3 separate regions of the Mus musculus genome follow, and regions 1 and 2 are each linked to region 3. The links are chromatin contacts, called in public Hi-C and HiChIP or PLAC-seq maps. All regions are on one chromosome and are shown on one strand. The core of a region is the stretch at or near the end of the contact, and the rest is flanking DNA. Distances in the headings are between cores, read along the strand shown. Region 1 holds the start of Cenpo (centromere protein O). Region 2 holds the start of Adcy3 (adenylate cyclase 3). Region 3 holds the start of Dtnb (dystrobrevin, beta).

Evidence for each region. Hi-C and Micro-C count contacts between places; a contact is called where the count stands out from the background. HiChIP or PLAC-seq counts read pairs in DNA pulled down with a chosen protein or histone mark.
Region 1: an H3K27ac HiChIP or PLAC-seq map of microglia shows a contact between it and region 3, with 5 times the contacts expected there. The contact joins the promoter of Cenpo here to the promoter of Dtnb in region 3. A contact is called at or near these places in 3 of 39 promoter capture datasets (frontonasal cranial neural crest, liver and pre-B cells) and 3 of 115 datasets of contacts at active chromatin or transcription factors (extraembryonic endoderm stem cells, microglia and thymic regulatory T cells).
Region 2: a Hi-C map of CD8 T cells shows a contact between it and region 3, with 5 times the contacts expected there. The contact joins the promoter of Adcy3 here to the promoter of Dtnb in region 3. A contact is called at or near these places in 1 of 39 promoter capture datasets (pre-B cells), 1 of 484 Hi-C or Micro-C datasets (CD8 T cells) and 1 of 9 other capture datasets (pancreatic islet).

The regions. Positions count from the first base shown.
Region 1 is chr12:4,232,633-4,236,703 of GRCm38.p6, reverse strand. It overlaps Cenpo (centromere protein O), which reads left to right and starts at 2,739. Exons shown (of 7, transcript NM_134046.6): 1 at 2,739-2,952; 2 at 3,047-3,173. The coding sequence starts at 3,128. It overlaps Ptrhd1 (peptidyl-tRNA hydrolase domain containing 1), which reads right to left and starts at 2,691. Exons shown (of 2, transcript NM_001204912.2): 1 at 2,426-2,691; 2 at 1-341. The coding sequence starts at 2,677. The coding sequence ends at 171.
Region 2 is chr12:4,131,614-4,136,128 of GRCm38.p6, reverse strand. Adcy3 (adenylate cyclase 3) reads right to left here and starts at 1,976. Exons shown (of 21, transcript NM_138305.3): 1 at 1,129-1,976. The coding sequence starts at 1,803.
Region 3 is chr12:3,571,034-3,575,152 of GRCm38.p6, reverse strand. It overlaps Dtnb (dystrobrevin, beta), which reads right to left and starts at 2,762. Exons shown (of 18, transcript NM_001162465.2): 1 at 2,506-2,762.

The sequences.
Region 1 (4,071 bases), core at 1,490-3,989, 660 kb before region 3:
GTAGGTGCTTATTAATGAGAGCTTTAATTTGAATTTGTGCTGGTTCTTAAGAAACCACCATAACTAGAGGGGAAGAGTATAACAACATTGAAAGGAACCCACAATGCTTCAGGATGGTGGCCATTTGGCTCCCCAGACCCAGCTGACTTTCAGTTCTCCCAGAACTACAGTCACTTGAACAATCGGAACTTCTTCAAATACTGGCTCACTTCTTCCTTGGGGTATGGCCTCAGGGCTATGCATGTGGCAATGTTCTCCGGCTGCTCCAGCCACAGCGTGTGGTCAATGTTCTTCTGCTGCAGGGTCTCAGCCAGCTCCTTCAAGGTGGTCTCATCAGCAGCCTACAAGTTGCAGAACACACAACACAGACTGAATGACCCATTTAGGAAGTGTCAGAAGGTCACAAGAGTGGGGACGGGCTCTGTAACTGGAGCTGTGGCTCCACCAAAGAACTGTAGAGCAACAGTTGTGCCCATTGGTTTGCTATTTCCTTTTTTTAGGATCTTACAGAAGTGGCTAGGAAGGGGCTGAGAAGGAGGCTCGATACCCTGTTAATAAAATGCAATTCTCTTTTTTGTATTGAATTCTGCTATATAGTTTCTAGTTCCCTATGGCTGGCGCCTACTGCAGCTCACCTTCACCCTTAAGCTATCTGTGACTCAGCTGACCACTGGGAAGACTTCTAAAATTACATATACTTTCCTTCTCCCTCTCTCATCCCCTCAGGCCCAAGCCTAAGTTGATGCAGGACACATCTCTCAACTATTTGATATAAGAGGGCTCAGTCCACTGTGGGCAGTACCATCCCTAGGCAAATTGGCCTTAAGTGTATAAGTAAAATAGTTGAAGGTCAGGAGAGCCAGTAAACAGTGTTCCTCTGTGGTTTCTGCTTCAAGATTTCTGCCTTAAGTTCCTGCTTTGGCTTCTCTAGATGATTGATGTAACCTGTAAGGTGTAATAAATCCTTTCCTTCCCAAGTTGATTTTTTTTTGGCCATGGTATTTTTCTCAGCAACAAAAAGCAAACTAGAATATTATATTATGCATGCACACTGAGAATAACTTGTAAGATTTGTTTTTGTTTTTTTTTTCTTCCCATCAAGTGAGTCCAGGGATAGAACTAGGGTTGTCAGACTTGGTGGCATATGCCTTTACCCAATGAGCCATCTCACCAACCCTTTTCATCTACCCTATTATATGCTTTTTGGTCAGCAGAATAGGATCTAAGGCCAACAGGATCTTGACCTGGATACAAATACAACTTTTTTAAATTCCAGGAGATCTAGGAGAAGGCTTTCTGGTAAAGAATATCATATGGTCCTAACCCTTAAGAGTTAGTCCAGGAGCTGAGGAGATGCTCCGTGTCCAGAGGACCAGAGTTCAGTTCCTAGAACCCACAGTGGGATGTTCTCACTGCCTATAACTGCAGAAGAGCCTACATCCTACTCTGTCCTCCCATGTGCATACGTCCCACAGACACACACACCTACACGTCTGCACCCATGTGCATACGTCCCACAGACACACACACCTACACGTCTGCACCCATGTGCATATGTCCCACAGACACACACACCTACACAGAATTTAAGTAGATCTTTAAAAAAGGGTTAATCAAATGCGTATGTAAATCACCAAGATGGGAAAGGACCCCTCAGAAAGTTGAACACAGATGTAGGTTGGCACGTTGGTCCCTTTGGCCATTGTTCCTCCACTCTCACCCCTTTGCCAGTGTTTTCCTGGATAAAGATTTCTCTAGAGAAGCAGGTGCTATGTAAATGTCAGTTAGGAGACTTGAGACTCAGAGCTTCTGAAAAACATACTCCTTTTCCCCACTCACTGAGCATTTCTCCTTTTAAATAAACAGCCTCTATTTCTTACTAACAATATTAAGGCAGTGCTAATTTTAGGCCCAGCTTTTTTCTTTTTCTTTCTTTTTTTTTTTTTTTTTTTTTTTTTTTTTGAGACAGGGTTTCTCTGTATAGCCCTGGCTGTTCTGGAACTCACTTTGTAGCCCAGGCTGGCCTCGAACTCAGAAATCTGCCTGCCTCTGCCTCCCAAGTGCTGGGATTAAAGGCGTGCGCCACCTCGCCCGGCTAGGCCCAGTTTTAAAAGGCAGATTGGTGCACAGGCATAAGCGCCACGCTTTCCCCAGCTTCGTTCCCAGGGATCTAAGGGACACTGGAACAACCAATTTCTGGTGAACGCTGTGATAGCAGGGTCTGCGTCGGTTCTTCACAGTCATGCTCTGCCAAAGGGAAGGTTCACTGCGTAGCGCAGACCATTCCCAAACTCTTAGTGATCCCTCCTACAATCATGCCACACGTACTTCCGGAAGCTAAGGGTTGGGCCCAAGAGCAGATCTACTTCCGGCCTCGGCACCCCACCCCCGTTTAGGGTCCCTCCGGATACTCCCCACGCCTCACCTCGAGAACCACCTTGCGCATGCGCCCCAGCTCCCGGAGATAAGCTGCCGTGTGCGGATGGTCTCGATGAAGGTGCAAGGCTGCTGTGGCGGCGTGACAAGCCTGCGCTACCAGTGCGCCGGTGGGCCAGGAAAAGGGAGCCTGAGATAGATCCTTTCGTAATACTAAGTACTGTACAAGGATCTGTGGCTCCACCCCAGAGCATGCCATCTTCCTGATCATCAGACTGGCCGGACGTACCTTGCGGTGCATGCTGGGATTAGTGTGGAGCTGCTGGGCGCCACCATGTTCGTGTACGGCGGAAGCACAAAGCACTCTGGGATCAGTGGGTTACGTTGTTACTTCAGTTGCTCTCGGCGGGAATTCTTAAACTGCATCCTGAGTGAGGGAGCTTTGGCGAGAAAGCAAGACCCAGTGGTAGACAGATTAGCATTACTGTACAGCTTCTTTGGGTGTTCGAGGAAGCCCGGCTGGACCATAGTGGCCACGGCGGTGAGGTAGGCGTGGACAGGGCTGACCAGTCCAAGGTAAGGGACGCCAGCGGGGACACTTTGCTTATCCCGGGACTGTCAGGCAATAGTGGCAATAGATTGGTGATTGCGTGTCTTTTACTATTTACAGTTAAGGACGTTCGGGTCCATGTTAACCCTGCCTTGTACGTCCAGCATCGTAAGAAAAAACACTTGAGAACCCGAAGAGGAGATGGAGTCTGCAAATACTTTGTGTCCAGGCAGGAAGTGCAAAGGAGGTATTCAAAGGGGTTTGGCTTTCTCTGTACCACAGTGTTTCCAGACTTTATTGCAAAGGAAGGGACACTGTAAGGCAGTAACTTTGGCGATTAGATATGGATTTGATTCAGGGCTCTATCTTAGGAAATTTTGTGGCTTGGACACATTATAGTTCTGCCTCATTTTCTTTCTCCTTTAAACAAAACTTAATGTGAAAGCATCATGTGGGTTGAAATTGTTACTAAAAACTAAAAGTTTGATGACTTAATTGTTAAAAATATGTTGCAATCAAGTATAATCCATACCCTAGAACTAAATTACTATGTAATCCCAAATTTGCCAGTAACTTGCCCTTCTGTGTGTCAGCACACCTGGCTAAACAAGTGACGAGTGAAAGTTTGTGAATAATCATCAAACTTCGACAGGTCAATTATTCTCCAGTTCCCTTGTCATCTCCAATCCAAAAGATTGAAACATTTAGTTATGATTATGTTGGTTTTCTCTCTCTGCTTGGCAATTACCACTGCTTATCGTGTGAACTTGGAGAGGAACTAAATACAGCAGAGAGAAGGAACTGCTGTGCTCAGGCTCCAGAGGAAATAAAAGAAGTCAGGAGTCAGTAACGGGAAGAAAAGCAAGTGAAGGGCCAACATGCTGCCTACTGTGGCTCTCTCTTGATCTTATGCAAGTTGGTTTGTTTGTTTTTTAAAGGAGCTATACACTAGTAATTTGATGTCTAGCCTTGGCTGGATAGATGAATGAGCCAGGTCTGGGCTGTCCCAAGACAAATGAAGAAAGGATTTTTGTGAATGTATATTCTTGTGAACCCTGCAAAGTAAATATTGGATCTGCTTAAGGAAACTAGTTACATGAGGTGAAGCATTGGACTTCTCTAGGGAGGTTTCATCTGGGTTGTGG
Region 2 (4,515 bases), core at 727-3,226, 560 kb before region 3:
TTCCTACCTGACCCAGAATGGGAAAAATAGAAAGAACGTTGTACCAAGACCTAGAAAAAAAGTTAAAAACCCAGCAGAAGCCATGTTTCCCTCTAAACAGCTGGGAGGCAATGGAACAGGCCCCTCAAAGTTCTGTCACCAGAGGTACCACTGTAAGCCATGCCCCAAACCCAAGCAGACAATGACAAAGGCTTTGGTAAGACAGAAGCCACAGTGAGATGTGGGTAAAGACCTCTGGAAGCAGACGGAAGAAACCTGATGGCTGTTCCTGGCCACTTCCCTGCTCTCTGGTCACATACGGAAAACTGGAAAGTGTGTCGTAAGATACAGAACGCATTGACTCACGTCTCTGGGGAGCCTTTTAAAGGATGACCAGATAATTCAGACCAGAATCACAGCCCATCTCTCGCAGCACTTGGTGGGAACGCAAATCAGCAAAGCTGAATCTCAACTGTCCACGCCTTCAGTGGAACTAGCCTGCTAGGCCGCAACACCACACTCCACACCACAGCGGCTATGACAACCGTCCCGGTTGTGTCCCCACTTCTGCCTTCTATGGGAGACCACCCTCCCTTACATCACCTATCTGCTGGTGATGCTCTGAGCTCTAAGGAAGAAGCAGGGTATCTAATAACCACGCCTTCCCTCCTTAAGCTCTTCACATAACCTAACAGGCTTTCATCTCTGTTCCCTTGGATCTTGATAACAGCCACTTCTGCATCCAGGGCAGACAGGATCCCCATTTGACTGAGAGCACTGAACCCCCACAAGTCAAACACCATCTGGAGTTAAGCAGAGTTTGCCACAAGCCGTCTCTTGACCTGGGTCATAGACTGGCTGAGCAAGACTTCCTCCACACCAAGATCCAAGGTGCTGTCACCAACTCCAACCAGGCACAGTTGGCTGAGTGGCCCCGAGGCCCAGTGTTCTTTCTCTAGGAAAAACACCATATGACATCGGGGTGCACACTCCCAGGGGCTGAGAGGTAGTCCTCTGAACTGACAACTGGGACCCCAAGGCCGCTCAGGACGTGTTCAACTCCTGGCATTGAAAGCAATCCCACCTGAGTGACACTTGGCTGGAAGAGAAGGAATACAATAGACAGATAGGGAGGAGGGTGGGACTCACCTCCCTCAGCAGCTGCATCCCTTCCAGCTCATCCTGCTGCTGCTGGGCCACAGTGACCCCCAACACAAGCGTGTGCACAACACAGGAGACCACAGAGATGATCACGATGGGGCTGAGGCTGAGGGGCAGCGTTATGAAGAAGGAGAAGACAAAGAAAGCCTGCCAACCCACAGTGTCACTGGCTGCGTGGGCCCGTGAAAAGTTCAGGCCCAGGTAGGAGAAGATCTGGGCCGAGATGAGCAGCCACAGCAGGTAGGGTACCACTTTGCGGCTCACTCGGTCCGGGAGCAGCCCCTTTTTACAGAGCACGAAAAGGATGATGTCCAACACCAGACCGAAGCCTGCCACCATGAGGGGCGCCAGCTTGTCGCTGGAGAAGACCACCGCGCACATCACTACCACGTAGCAGTCAAAGAGGGCCGCAAAGACCACCAGCACCAGCAGGGTCTCATGGCGCTGCCTTTTGAAGTAGGTCTGGTAGAGGTTCTCCAAGGACTCAGGCACGAAGGTCAGCCGCATAAAGCGAGGCAGGCACAGGCAGGACCCCGAGTTCCGCACAGAAATTTCATGGGTCCGGCCGACCCCGCGGTCGGGGTCAGAGGGCAGGCTGACCGAGTATTCAGCTGAGTACTCTGCCGAGTACTCGGGATCCGAGAAGCCCTGGTTCCTCGGCATGTTGGCTGCTGGCTGTTTCTAATGAGGAAGGGAGACCTGCAGGTCAAGCCACTTCACCAGGGCTTCGTAAGACCCGGGGAAGGCGGGGAGGTTCCTCTTGGTTATGAATGAAGGGCGTCCAACTGGAGCTGGAATGCTTAGTGGGTTCCCAGGACACAGGTGGCACCGAACATCTGCAACTTAAAAGGACATGGCTAAGGACATGGCGCCTCTTTCCTTGACCCAACCTACCCCTCATACAGATCCATGCTACACAAGCCTCCAACACCACAGCCTCCCAAGCACGCCCACACACTCAGTCCAGTCCACACCAGACACCCGGTTTCCTGCGTCGGGCTTCTGGAGGGGCCTAGCCATCTCTCCATTCCTTGTATGCCCGGCTCTATCCCTGACTTCCTCACCTAAATTCCCTTCAGGCCCACTGGCTCCAAGCTGAAAAGAAAACGTGCCTGGAAGGAGCCGGAGCGGTCCTGGGGATTCCCTCATCTCCCTTCTGTTTACTTCCTTTCCCCCACCCACCCCTGGGAGAATCCAGCCCCTTCCCAACCTCGGGCTCTGCAGCCTCGTGGAAGTCCATCCAGCCCTGGGTCGTAGCTTGGCGCTGACCTGTGCGGGAACTCGGGAGCCGCGCGCTCCAAACCGGGGCTGCGGAGCCAAGCCAAGTGGGCTTCAGCGAGCCGCAGGCTGCTTCCCGCAGTGCCGCCGCGCCAGCTCGTCCACCCGGAGCCTGTGCGCGGGTCCCCTCGCGGTCAGGCCCCGGGTCAGGCTGGGAGAGGCGCGAGGCTGCGGCTCAGCATCGGTGGGCGCAGAGGACGGCGGCGGCGCGCGCTGCGGATGGCGGGCCCAGGCCGGGGCAGCTTGCCAGCATCCTCTCCCCGCACGCAGGGCGAGCCAGCCGAGTCCGTGCGCTGCGCTCTGCACACTGATTCACACGCGCCGCAGGCCCCAGGAGGCGGGCGGCCCCTCCCCGCCTTGTCGCCGCCTCCTGGGCGCCGGGTGGAGGGGCCCCCTCGCTGTCCCCGGTGTCTCCCTCTTGCCAGCGCCCGGCGACGACTGCGTGGAAACGCCGAATTGGTGGCAGATAGAAAGGAACGAGGCGAATCTGCGCCTTGCCCCCAAACAGGCCGTGTTACGGAAGATCAAAGCCCGGGACGTATCTTCCCTGAAGGTGAGGCGTGCTGGGGCACCCCGGCCGCCCTTCTTCTACCCTGGCTTCCTTCCGGGGACAGGAGAGGCCTCGGGCTGAGGTTTGGGGGCAGCTCCCTGAGTGGGCGCGCCCCATCTCAGTGTCTCCGCCCACCCTGGCAGCCCAGACGTCAAGCGTGGGGCTTGATCTCTCTTCGAGGGAATAAGCAGCCGAAACTGGTGACAAAAGAGGACTGAAGTAGCTTGATTGGTGCCTGGCACGTGGACCTGAAAGAGGCCTTGCTTCACGAAGATCTCCAGTGCACATCCAACCAATTGGGATGTATTTGAGTTCTTCCTTAAAGAAGCAAATGCTCCTTTTGGACCTGTCCATCTCCTAAGCCGTAGCATCAATTATTTTCCTTGAATTTGACAGAACACCTTGTTAGGAGTGAAAGTCGTTTTAGAAGAAAATGTGCTCAAGGGACTGAGGACAGCCCTCAGCATTAAGGGATCAAGCTTTGGGGGCAGCTAAAGATGAGAGAAGAAAAACAGACACAGGGGATGGGGAGCTAGCGAGGGATGCCCTGTCACTCAGGGATAGATGTCCATTTAGAACTTCAGGCATACATTCACAACACCCAGGGAATAGTCCATCACTTAATTGGTCTTCCATTGCTGTGTGTATGGGTGTCCCTCAAATTGTCTGACAAGATCAGTACCCCCCACCCTGCACTCCCCATCCCTCCCACGTGCCTCAGCCCACACTCTCCAGGGCTTTGATTAGAAAGGCAAAGCACAATAACTAACTTCAAATAGAGGCGGAGGGTGAACTCTGTACAAAGCACCAGCCCCATCAGTTTAAGTTGTTTGGGGTCCAGGAATTTATTGCAACTTGTTACATGACGATAAAGGATGTGGTTTTTACTTTTAACAAAGGAATTCATTGATTTTCAAAAGGGGGGGGGGAGAAAAGCTAGTGGCTAGGCTGTGAATGTTAGTTTCTGACTAGCATCCAAGAGGCCTGCATCCCAGCATTGCAAACCAGAGGTATTAAATGCCTGAGATCCCAGCACAATCAAAAGTTCAAGGTCACCCAGAGCTGCTCAGCAAGTCTGAAGCCTGGGCTATGTGAGACCTTGTCTCATAAAAGAAAACCATTAAGTGAGGTATACCTGAACTGCTAGGGACGCAGCTCAGTGCTAGAGGACATTCCTTATACAAGGTCTAGGTTCAGTCCCAGTGCCTACAGTGGTTAAGAGCACTTGCTATTCTTACAAAGGATCCAGGTTCGGTCTCCAGCACCCACACTGAGTGGCTCACAATCTATAACTTTAGTTCTAGGAGATTTGGCACCCTCTTCTGGCCTCTGCGAGCAACAGACACTCCAGAAATGCATACACACTGCGCATACACACAGGCAAGCAAAAAACTTTTTTTTTTTTTAAAACCAGTTATTTACTTACTTTCTTACTTACTTACTTAGTTTAGTTTAGTTTAGTTTAGTTTTTTGAGATGATTTCTCCATGTAACCCTGGCTGTCCTGGAACTTGTTTCATAAACCAGGCTGGCCTCATTTTAGAAATC
Region 3 (4,119 bases), core at 1,513-4,012:
TTAAAAGAAGTGCCAGAGAAAATAAACTTTTTTTTTTTTTGTCTTTTGAGGGTTTTTCCGTGTAGCTCTGGCTGTCCTGGAACTCACTTTGTAGACCAGGCTGGCCTCGAACACAGAAATTCACCTGCCTCTGCCTCCCTAGTACTGGGATTAAAGGCTTGTGCCACCACTGCCCTAGATATCTTCTTGTAACAAATCTAAAAGCATTCTCTGGGTTCCATTAAAAACCATTCAGAGCCAGGCAGTGGTGGCACTGTGAAGTAATGAACTCGCTTCTGCCTCCCAGGGGCTGAGATGGAAAGACATGCGCCGCCACACCCACAATATGTACCATTTTATAAACACCCAGCTCAACATGCAAAATCTACCCATCTCATCCTATGTAAACTACACATCAAGACAGCACAGTAGTGCACACCTGTAATTCCAGGGCACATAGATAGGAGGATAGACAAGTTCAAAGTTAGTCAGAATGACACAGAGAGACCCTATCAAAAAAAAAAAAAAAAGGAAAAAGACAAAAGACGAAAGAAAAGGTTTGTTTTAATCAGGTATGGTGGTTCACAGAAGGGACTAATAGAAGGATAGCCATAAGTTCAAAGCCAGCTTACAACCTGGGCTACAGTATATCGAGTACCAAGCCAGCTGGAGCTATTCAGCAAGAGCCTATTTAAAAAAAAAAAAACCGGGGACAGAGGGTTTATTTTCAAATAAATGTAAATTAAATATCTAAATAAAATGTTAGAAGTGCCTGAAACAAGGCACCCTAAAACAAAACCTAATCGAAACTTAATGATTATACTCTGAAGTACAGAGTAATTAAAATAAAATAAATGAAGGCTTATTATACATGCAATGACAAGTCTGGATTAATATTGCTCTCATTTTTTATATGAGGAGTCAGTTATGTTAACATCCAAGACATGAAATAAATGATAAACGGAAATCCTCTGCACGCTAATACTTTAAGTAGAAATTCTGTCTCCTGGGCAAAATTCAGTGAACATAAAGACTCTGCCAGCACCACCTTGACTGCACAACCCCTTCAGAGGTAGCTCCACTTAAGTCTGCTAAAAATCCTCAGAGAACACATAAAAGGTCAAGTTTTACTTTGGCAAGCAAAGTAATCCAACAGGCACTGCAAGCGAGGGAAAGGAAGCAGCAGCCTGGGACTGGAGAGTCCAGGCAAGGTGGAGGACAGAAGTCCAGCCCTTACAGAACTAAAGAGACAGAAAGAAGCATTCTCTCCCTTCAGAACCAAGATCCGAGAGGCAGGACAGAAATTATAAAGTGTTCTCTAAGCAAAAGCACCCTCCCATCCTCCTCAAACGACCAGAAAAAAGCCAAAGAGAGAAAAGACCAGAGCACCACCCAGAGATTAAGCTCCTGGTGCACAACATGCAAGAACCACGTGGATGAAGAAGAGTGGCCACAGGCCACCGGAGTCTGCCACCTAAGCCACTGTTTTAACCTACCAGTGCCTGGGTTACCTGAAGAGGCAAAAAGAGAATCCGAGGACCAAAGGAAGTCCAGCGATCATCCCTAACTCTACAGAGACTGACACTCAAGCCCCTGCTTCCTCCATCCATTCTGCAGTGGGCATCCACTGTAGGGCTGCTGGGATCCAGGCCACATCCGGAGGACTGAACAGAAAACAGGCACGGAGCTTAATTCTAGCTGGGAAGGCAAGATTCTTCTTCCAGATTTCTTCTCCCCCTCCCCACCCCTCTTTTAAATGTCAGTAAGATCCTTCAAATCTCTTCTCAATAGTTCCCACCAGCTTTCCTCAACTATCTTACTTTCTCCACAAACCAAGCAACTTACGGCTCCAGTTTCCCAGGGCTGGGAAAATCCTAAAGGGACCTGAAGTGAACAGAACAGGAAACATGAAATAGAGCACTTTACATTTTGTGTGCATACTTTCACAGCCGAACTGTCAGCACTTCAACAGCAAAAGATGGCTGAGAGTGATAAAGTCGTGACCCAGGCGCTGACCGCGGTTCTCTCCTGCTCCGTAGCTAATCAATAAACGCTTGCAGAGAATGCTGGAAGGTCTCCCTGATTCCCTAAGGCCTGGCACAGAAATTTAACAGCAAGCATTCGTCAGCTGCATCCTCCCTCTTCTCCGGACACTGTGCCCAACAGGGGTGACCTGGGTGGACAGGTTCGTCTACCGGGAGCCTCGGGGGACACTGAGAGGTGATCTGGAATGAATTCCCTTCCCTCTGCCAGGGCCTGCCTACCTCACCTGCCCTCTGCCAGGACCTGCCGCCTTCGCCCCCTTCAGCACCTAACGCGGAGCCTCCTCCCCGCCAGCCGGGCTCAGGATGCATCAGCAGCGCGCGCAGCCCGGCTCTGCGCTCCGCGGGCCCCCGCGCGCGCGGGTGACCGGAGAGCCCTCCCCGGCCCGGCGTGCTGTCTCCCAAGGGTCGCCGCTCCAGGGCCGCGCACTCCGCCACCCCGCAGCCCTCCTTCTCGCTCCTCCAGCCCCGGCGGACTCCCCACCTGGCTCGCTTCCCGGCCGGAGCTGAGGGGCCGTCGCGTGGCTCTCCGGCGGCCGCAGCCTCCTCCAACCCGGCCCCCTCGGCTGAGGCGGCTGAAGCAGCAAGCAGCGACTGAGGCGGCGGCGCCCACTCAGGCCCCGGAGCCGCCCCCGCGGCGAACGGAACGGCGCCGGCTCGCGCCGCTTCCCCGCCCGGCACGCGCAGCGAGCCCGCCCCCGGCGCGAGGGCGCGAGGGCGCGAGGGCGAGGGCGGGTGCGCGCGGAGGGCGGGCGCGCGGAGGGGCGGGGCTTCCGCCGCGAGAGGGGGCGGGGAGGCGGCCGAGTGCCCTCCCGCGGGTTCGCGCGCCCCCTCCGGGCCTCTGCTGTGCGCCGGCCGCGGAGGTGGAGGTGGACTTGCCCTTCCACTCCACAGGTAGCTGCCGGGCGGCTGCGTGCTGCGCCGACGTGACTGCACCTTAAGGAATGCGAAGAAACACCCGGTGAATCATTGCCTCGAGCGCGGGTCCTCCCCCGAGTGACTTTCCACATTGCCTCAGCAGGCTCGCTGAGCCCTGACTCCGCGCCTGGTGCCCGATGGACACGATCCGGGTCACGGCCCCTGGTCCCCAAGAATGCATAACTTAGGGAGAAGAGCAGCCTTGCGAAGGACCGAGTCTGGTCCCCTGCGCAAAGCCAAGCCACAGCCGGATGCGGTGAGAGGATGAAGGAGAGACATTACTTTCCGCTTAGTTGTTCAGTAGTTCCTAAAAGTGGGACTATTTAGACATTAAACAGCTTGAGCAACGGAGCAGGGGCGACAAAGCTTCATTTATTTATCTAGCATCTATTTATTTATTTATTCATTACCAACTCTTTTTTTTTTTTTTTTGGTTTTGGTTTTTCGAGACAGGGTTTCTCTGTGTAGCCCTGACTGTCCTGGAACTCACTTTGTAGACCAGGCTGGCCTCGAACTCAGAAATCCGCCTGACTCTGCCTCCCTAGTGCTGGGATTAAAGGCGTGCGCCACTACCCCCCCCCCCCCCCCCCGCTTCATATCATTTTTTTAAAGGACTTTATTTTATGTGTATGAGTGTTTGGGCTGCAATGTGTGTGCACCCTGTGAGTGCCACCCCGAGGCCAGAAGAGTGTGAAATGACACCTGGATGCTGGGGAATCAAACCCAGGTCCTCTGATAACATAGCAAGTGCTCTTAACTACTTAGCTATCTCTCCAGCCCCTCATATTGCCATTTTTTATAGAAGCTTTTCCAAACTCTCTAGGGACATCAAAGTCTTCTTTTAATGGCTCAAAAGATAAATGTTTTCCCTCAACTTTAAGACAGCGGCATGATCCATTAGACTTTTGGTGCGTGTGGATGTGCACATGTTAAGGAAAGCAGCAGTAGGCCTGTGTGCTTTAGGGATGCTTTTTGAAGCCTTCTGGCACCTTATGGAAAGGCAGATCATGCCACCTGCTTCAATCAGACTGGCAGCCTGCCTCTAGGACACCCTTTTCCTCCTCTTCTCACAATCTATTTTTAAATTCCCATGGTGAAGGCAGTGCTGTGCTGATAACTTAGAGTAAGTGAGGTTTTTTGTGTGAGAGGGGATACATTACTTTTCACACATGAATTGTGT